Linked DNA regions of Mus musculus: region 1 is linked to region 2. Evidence: chromatin contacts called from public promoter capture Hi-C data. All regions are on one chromosome and are shown on one strand. Each heading gives the region's core, a stretch centred on a gene start, on an enhancer-like site or on the middle of the called end of the contact. The rest is flanking DNA. Distances are from core to core; before and after follow the strand shown.

The links. Capture Hi-C pulls out chosen DNA fragments and counts their contacts.
Region 1: a contact with region 2 is called in a promoter capture Hi-C map of adipose tissue. The contact joins the promoter of Lst1 here to the promoter of Bag6 in region 2. A contact is called at or near these places in 4 of 39 promoter capture datasets (the SN4741 cell line, embryonic stem cells and macrophages), 1 of 15 datasets of contacts at CTCF or cohesin (CD8 T cells), 4 of 484 Hi-C or Micro-C datasets (CD8 T cells, embryonic stem cells and peritoneal macrophages), 8 of 115 datasets of contacts at active chromatin or transcription factors (CD8 T cells, the HPC-7 cell line, the SCID.adh cell line and 3 more) and 4 of 9 other capture datasets (adipose tissue, liver, macrophages and 1 more).

The regions. Positions count from the first base shown.
Region 1 is chr17:35,186,125-35,190,036 of GRCm38.p6, reverse strand. It overlaps Lst1 (leukocyte specific transcript 1), which reads left to right and starts at 1,597. Exons shown (of 4, transcript NM_010734.2): 1 at 1,597-1,680; 2 at 2,996-3,091; 3 at 3,433-3,452. The coding sequence starts at 1,647.
Region 2 is chr17:35,132,883-35,136,780 of GRCm38.p6, reverse strand. It overlaps Bag6 (BCL2-associated athanogene 6), which reads right to left and starts at 1,281. Exons shown (of 26, transcript NM_001372261.1): 1 at 1,153-1,281; 2 at 546-666. The coding sequence starts at 653.

The DNA.
Region 1 (3,912 bases), core at 348-2,847, 53 kb before region 2:
GCTGAGGGAGTAACCACCCTAATGATATCTAGGAATCTCAAAGGAAAGATGTAACACCATCTCCCAATGGCTATTCTTCCTCTCCTAGATGCAAGGAGGCACAGAGGCAGTGGAAAGAGGCTAAAACTGCGGGAGGGGCAGAATGCCTGCGGTGGGGAGCTTCTTTCCACTCTGAACAGTTGAATGTGTCCCCACTGTAAACCAAGAGTCTGGGTCAGCGGGGAGTGGGTGGAGATCCGGGATGAGACGGGAAACCTGCTGGGATAAATGGAGGCCAGACTATGGATTTGGAGTTCCCTGAACCCGAAGGAATCTGCATTCACACCCTACCCTCTGAGCTCTTGTGCCTTCATTTTCCAAAGAAAAGAAGCTGCAGCTGAAAGTGGTGGCCCGCCGTATACTCTGCAGGCTGAGGCAGGAAGATGGTGAGCCTCAGGTCAGCCTGGGCTACATAGCAAAATTCTGCTAATAATAATAACTACTAATAATAATCTGTTCTGTCCCTGATTCATCACAGCTCCTCAGGGGTCCCTCAAACCTACAGCATGCCCCTTATAACTGGGAGGTTCTGAGTTTCACGCTGTTGTCCCTCAAGTGAGGGGCCTCTATCTACCCTCAAACAGGAACCAGCAGTTAAAGGGCAGGAAGTACCCAAGGGGAAGTTAAAGCATTCTTGGTAGCCACTACTCCACACCAGCCAAATAAGGTCCTCCCTCCTGGGAAAGGGCACCCTTCTCTCTGGTTTCCCAGTGGTTCCCACAACTACTCCAGACCCTGGCTCCCTTGCCTTCACCAGCCCTCTCACCAGCATTCAGGATTGAGCAGTGTTTCCAGCTTCCTCCAAGTGCCCCCCCCCCCCGCTGCCTTTCCCACCCCCATCAGCCTGGGGCAGAGTAAATGGGAGGGGGCAATACAGCTAAACACTTTCTCTGCTACTTCTGAGTCTCCCTTGGCTTTTGCTTCTTTATTTTTTTGGGTTTTTTTTTGTTTGTTTGTTTGTTTGTTTTTTTGAGACAGGGTTTCTCTGTATAGCCCTGGCTGTCCTGGAACTCACTATGTAGACCAGGCTGGCCTTGAACTCAGAAATCCGCCTGCCTCTGCCTCCCAAGTGCTGGGATTAAAGGCGTGCGCCACCACGCCCCGGCTTTTGTTCGCTTCTTGAGACAGGGTCTCACTGTGTAGCTCTGGCTGTGCTTGAACTCACAGAGATCCATCTCTACCAATAGGGCTGCGTTGGGCTTTCCTTGTTAAAATCTCGGGCTCCTGGCCTGGAAAATGGGTACCACAATATGTTAAGACAAACATAAGCCAGGCAGTGGTAGCACACGCCTTTAATCCCAGCACTTGGGAGGCAGAGGCAGGTGGATTTCTGAGTTTGAGACCAGCCTGGTCTACAGAGTGAGTTCCAGGACAGCCAGGGCTACACAGAGAAACTCTGTCTCCAAAAAAAGCCAAAAAAACAAAAAAGAGAAAAAGACAAACATAAAATCCCCAGCCCAGTGAGGATGAGGACTGTAAAGGGGCCCCTTGCCTCAGAGATGGGGAACTTGGGGGCACGTGACTAACCCAAGCTATTAAGCCCAGCAGAAGAGGGATTAGTTTAGTCTTGACCTTCAGGCCTGTTCTCAGTCCCTGGACTATGTCTGATGACAATGGGATCTGGTAACAATTGCACAACCAGTAAGTAGGGACCCCTCCGTTCGGAAAGGGGAGGGATGTGAGGGCTGGAGAGTGAGGGAAGAAAAGCAGGGTTCAGGATTAGGAGAAGTGGTCAGAATGAGGCAGTACAGGTGGAAGAGGGGCCTCCTGAGACCCGGAAACAGTAGGGAGTGAGCATAGTCAGGAGAGGTAACCCGGTAGGTGAATCTCTAGAGGAAGTGAGAAGTTGAAGTCTGGGTAACAAATATGTCTGGGTAATGAATGTGTAGGCACGAAGCCCTGGGTTATAGTGTCTCCTGTAATCCCAGCACCAGAGAGGTGGGGTGGTCCGAAGGACTAGAAATCAAGGACATGACTTGTCTCTGCATGAGGCTTCAGGAAATTTGGAAGCAGCCTAAACTATAGAAGATACTGCAGAAAGAAAGAAAAAAAAAAAAAGCCAGGCAGTGGTGGTGCACACCTTTAATCCCAGAGTGGGGGGAGGTGGGAGTGAGGGGGCAAGAGGGCCGGAGGGGTTGGGATGGCGGACAGAGGCAGGAGGATCTCTGTGTGTGAGATCAAGACCAGCCTGGTCTAGAGTTCCAGGACAGCCAGAGCTCCACAGAGAAACCCTGTCTTTAAAAACAAAACAAAACAAGCAAACAAAAACTAATACAAAAATACAACACCGCCCCCCCCTCAAAATCTCCTAGAGTATATTTTCCTGTATTTTAAACTGTGAGAGGATAGCAGGGTCCTGGCTTTGACCCCAGAGCCACATAAAACAGCCATGGTAGTACACTCTTGCCAAGCTAGCACTTAAGACACGACACAGGGGTGTGAGGATCAGAAAGTCAAGCATACTCGGCTACTAGGAGAATCTAAGGCCTCCCAGGATACATGAGACTCTCAACATAAAGTGACAGAAAGGTGGGAGAGACATGGGTTGGGAGGGGGGAGAGGGAGAAAGGGCTTTGGAAATGACCAAGAGACTTTTTTTTTGTTGTTTTGTTTTGTTTTGTTTTTCGAGACAGGGTTTCTCTGTATAGCCCTGGCTGTCCTGGAACTCACTTTGTAGACCAGGCTGGCCTCGAACTCAGAAATCCGCCTGCCTCTGCCTCCCAAGTGCTGGGATTAAAGGTGTGCGCCACCACGCCCGGCTGAGACTTTTTATATATGTATGAAATTGTCAAAAAATAGAAAACAGGATTGATCGGGGAGAGGAAGATAGGATAAAATAAAAAATTGGGGAAGGGGGACCCAGGAAAAATATAGGAAGCTAGGAAACTTACATTTAACCAGGAGGTTGGGAAATTGGTGGGGAAAAAAAAAACCCTCTCAGAGATACTCCTTCCAGATGATTTCCTGCTAAATGGGAGCCTGGGACTGGGAGGGCTCCTCCTCCTGCTTGTCATCATCCTGTTCATCTGCTTGTGCCGGTTCAGTCAGAGAGGTAAGCCCTAGAGCATCTCGGTCACCCACAGCTTGCCCTCCACACCCTTCCTACTGCTAGAAAAGGCCAGAGTTGTCCAAAAGACCCAGGTTTTGGCTGTGGTTCCTATGGCAACCAGCGAGGTTGGAGGGGTGGGGCTCCAGTAGGTGTGTTGTGGAAGGCAGTTCTGGGGTGGAGACCTGCTGCTCTGGCGTTGGGGGCCTGGGGTGGGGTGCTATTCTGAGGTAGCAGATTCAATGAGAGGTGCTGTCCTAGGATGGATGAGCCAATGTGGGGTGCCATTCTGGCGGGGGGGGGGGTCAGGGAAGGGGTCTTACTGAACCATTTTTTTTTTCTTCTAGTGAAGAGACTGGAAAGGAATGTGAGTCTGGGGGGACGAGGAGACAAGGGGGAAGGGTGAGGGGTGGAGCAGATGAAGGGGCGGGGAAGGAAGTGGCGGCTGGGGGCAAGGGGGCGAGGGAGGGGGGCTGGAGGTGGGAGGGTGTGCGGGCAGGGGGTGAGGGGACGAGGGAAACCCACGTAGGGAGTGGGGCTGGGATGAAGGGGTGGAGCCGAGAGAAAAGGGAAGAGGAAGTAGCAGGAACGAGAAAATGAAAGAGGCAGAAAAAGAGGCAACCAGAAGAGAGGGAGGGAATTGTGTGTTTATAAGAATATAAAACACTCCAGAAGGACGTAGAGAGGAGGAAGTGAGTGAGAGAGGAAATTAAAAAACAAACAAACAAACAAAACGAGAGAGAAGAGTTCCATCAGGACTACAGGAGCCGCCCTGTCTCAAAAGAACAACAAAAGCAAAGTGGGTGGGGCGTGGGCGTGGCTAGCAG
Region 2 (3,898 bases), core at 32-2,531:
CTATGTGGCTTTTTAAATATCTGCTTTAAAAACCACAAAAATGACCTCCTCATGGTGGTTGTCTCAAAGAATTATGCAGTGGCCACAGTGCACTAAGGTCAGGAGGCTCAAACCATGCCTCAGCTATTGACAAGTCTACTTCACAGTGGATGAAAGCAGGTTTCCTTAATCTTATAAAAATAGTACCAAGCTGTGAACACTCTGTTTAAAAAAAAAAAAAAAAAACCCACACCAAACTTGTCTGAGGTCCCTGTGACACACCATTCTTGTCCAAGGTGCCCCCTGTGTTGTGTCTGGTCCCAAAGGCCAGAGTCATGTCTGTCTCTTTGGGCTGGGGTCTGCACAGAACAGGTATAGATCCCTCCTCTCTACTTTCCTCTTCACTGAGTTCTGTCAAAGTGAAGACAGACTCCAAATCGGCCTCACTCAACAGTAACCACATCCCCTCACTCAATAGGTACATCAGATGTCCTATCCAGTAAGGGACAAAAGAGTCAATGACAAGAAAATCAGGCGCATCCTTCTACAAAGTACTGGTGTCTCACCTGGGCCCCCACAATAAAAGTCCGAGTCTGAGAGTCCAGGGTCTTCACCAGTACCTCCAGGCTGTCAGGCTCCTCCATAGCGGTACTGGCACTATCACTCGGCTCCATGGCCGACAGCTCTCTAAAGAAGAACGAGGGGGGGGGGTTCGCTGTCGGTCGCACTGTATTTTATACACCCGGAAGCCTCTCTGGACCCAATCTCCGCCCCAATCCCTTCAAAGTTTCTCATACACAAGCAGATATATTCATCCTCCTTCTCATCCCCCCTTTTTGATTCGGGGGCACAGGAACAGAAACACAAAGGGTAGGAGATCGACGGCATAGGGAGATGAAGGACGAGAGGTGGGAGGGGCTCCACCATGCCAATCACAATAGGGAGAGCCAGTTGGGCTAGGAATCAGGGAAGCAAGCACGAGACCGACCAGAGGCCAGTGTCATCACCGGTCGCGACCGAGCAAGCGCCCGAGAGATCGGGAAATCCTAGGACAACGCGAGGGGTGGGGGGAGGGTCGCGCTAGACTCGGCAGAGAAAAGTGGCTTCGCGCACGCGCAGCACCACAATCGAACCCGCCTAAATCACCACCGACCCAAGACCGCGGACACTCACGGGAGGCTGGACGGGCTCGCTGACCGCCCCCGCCTTCCGCCTCCGCCTCTCCTCGGTATTCCAGCAACACGACTTAACCAACACGCGACCAAACACATACAAACACACATACACAGCCCACCACCCTGTGGCTCCGCCCCCGACGTCCCCACGGTACCGTCACTTCCGGTCTCCCCCAACCTGGCACCAAGGGCCACTTCCGTTTCCCCGATCGTATTTGGGGGGATCTCGAGGCGGTACTTCCGGCTCCCCCAGTCTCCCCCGATTTACTTTCGTGGGGCACGATGAGAAAGTCCACAGCCCCGAACAGTGAGTTTCTGGGGGGCGAGACGGGCCCGGGCCGGCCGAGATGGGAGGGAGCCGACCACCCGGAGGAGCCGCCGCCGCCGCCGTCGTCGCCCGGGGGACCGCACTGCGCCTGCGTGAGCGGCGCCACGCGTGCGCACACTCTAAGTACTTCCCCGCCCCCCTCCGGCTATGTGCGTTTCTTCCCTGCGCGCGCCAGAGTGCAACCGGACCGGGGTGGCTACTGGAAACGCCTAAAGAAAAATGACTGAGTGAGATGCTGTAATTTCCTCGAGAAAAATTGTGAGACTTGTGTGGAGTGCACCTCGTTAATCAACGTCCCATCTTGATGGTCAGAGACGTTTACAGGCACAATTCTAACTACCTAAAACTCTGCAAGACCTCTGGTCCTCCCATCATTTCTGTTCTTCCGGAAGCCACTCTTTTTCGTGGACGGCTGGTGGCGTTCCGCGGGCTGTGTTTGCTTGTGCCCGACTCTAGTTCCTGGCGGGATTAGGCCGGTTGGGCTCTTTGCAGACTTTGAGCATCCTGTTTATTGAGATCTCCGAGGGAGTGCCATGTTTAAGGATAAAAAAAAATTCTATTGCATTTTTTGGTTTTGAGACATTTCTGCTGCTTTTTAAGAGCTTTGTAGAAAAAAAGAAAGAAAAGAGAACGGGTGCCTTGCGGATCAGATTAAAGGACAAGACTTTAAGAAGGGACCAAGGGAATGGAGAGATGGCTCAAGAGATGAAGAGCACTGTCTGCTCTTCCAGAGGTCCTGAGTTCAATTCCCAGCAACTACATGGTGGCTCACAACCATCCGTAATGAGATCTGACACCCTCTTCTGGTGTGTCTGAAGACAGCGACAGTGTACTCACATACATAAAATAAATAAATCTTTAAAAAAGGAAAAGAAAAGCCGGGCGTGGTGGTGCACACCTTTAATCCCAGCACTTGGGAGGCAGAGGCAGGCGGATTTCTGAGTTCGAGGCCAGCCTGGTCTACAAAGTGAGTTCAAGGACAGCCAGGGCTACACAGAGAAACCCTGTCTCAAAAACAAACAAATAAAATAAAATAAATAAAATAAAATAAAATAAAATAGAAAAGAAAAGAAGGAAGAAAAAGAAAGGGGATTGAAAGGCCCACCGCCAAGGGAGTTGAACGGTTAAGTTTTTCTCTCTCTGCATTCTTCCCCACTTATTCTTAGATGCCAGTACTGATGAGACTTCCAGTAAGCATTGTATGATGAGACTTTTACATGCTGTCTCACTGTTACCCTGAATTGCCTGGAACTCATAAGGACAATGTTCCCCCCACCACCACCCAGTGCAGGGTTGTGTGTCACTCTAATAGACTATATTTACGTTTTGAATTTTTTTTTTCCAAGATAGGATTTCACTATGTAAGTCTGGATGTCCTGTAACTCACAGAAACCCACCTGCCTCTGCATCCCAGATGCTGGGATAATAGAAGTTAAATATTTTTAAAAATACTTTTCGGGGATGGAGGAGGGGTGTATGGCCTGCGTCTGCAACAGCACAGTGCAAATGTGGAGATCCGAGGGAAATGTGGTGTCCTCTCACTGTGTGGGGACCAGGGGATCTTCAGCTTGGGTTGCCATCTGCCAAGTACCCTCACTGCTGAGCCACTTCCCCAGTCCCACATTTAGTATTTTATTATAAAAATTTCTGCCGGGCGGTGGTGGCGCATGCCTTTAATCCCAGCATGTGGGAGGCAGAGGCAGGCGGATTTCTGAGTTCAAGGCCAGCCTGGTCTACAGAGTGAGTGCTAGGACAGCCAGGGCTACACAGAGAAACTCTGTCTCAAAAAAACAAAAATAAAGCCGGGCGTGGTGGTGCACACCTTTAATCCCAGCACTTGGGAGGCAGAGGCAGGCGGATTTCTGAGTTCGAGGCCAGCCTGGTCTACAGAGTGAGTTCCAGGACAGCCAGGGCTACACAGAGAAACCCTGTCTCAAAAACAAACAAACAAACAAATAAATAAAAATTTCATGGGCTAGAGAGAAGTCCTGAGTTCAATTCCTGGCAGCCATATAGTGGCTCACAACCATCTGTAATTGGATCCGATGCCCTCTTCTGGTGTGTCTGAAGACAGCTACAGTGTACTCATATGAATAAAATAAATTAATAAATCTTTAAAAATCACTACCAGCAATTGCAGTGGGTGCTTTGCAGTTACTGATGATAATGGGTATTTCCTTCAGACTTGATGTATGCATGGTCCCATTTAATCCTGAGACTAATGGGTTGCCCATTCCAGAGATGGGGAAAACAGAGATAGAAATTAGTACAGTTGCCCCAGGAGGCTGGATCGTTGTTACCTCTGAGTCTGCTTGGTATGCATGAGTCCCCACATCTAACAGTCAAGTCAGGGGTTAGACCCACTCTTGTGTTTGGTTGTTTTTTTTTTTTTTTTTTTTTTTGGTTTTTGGAGACA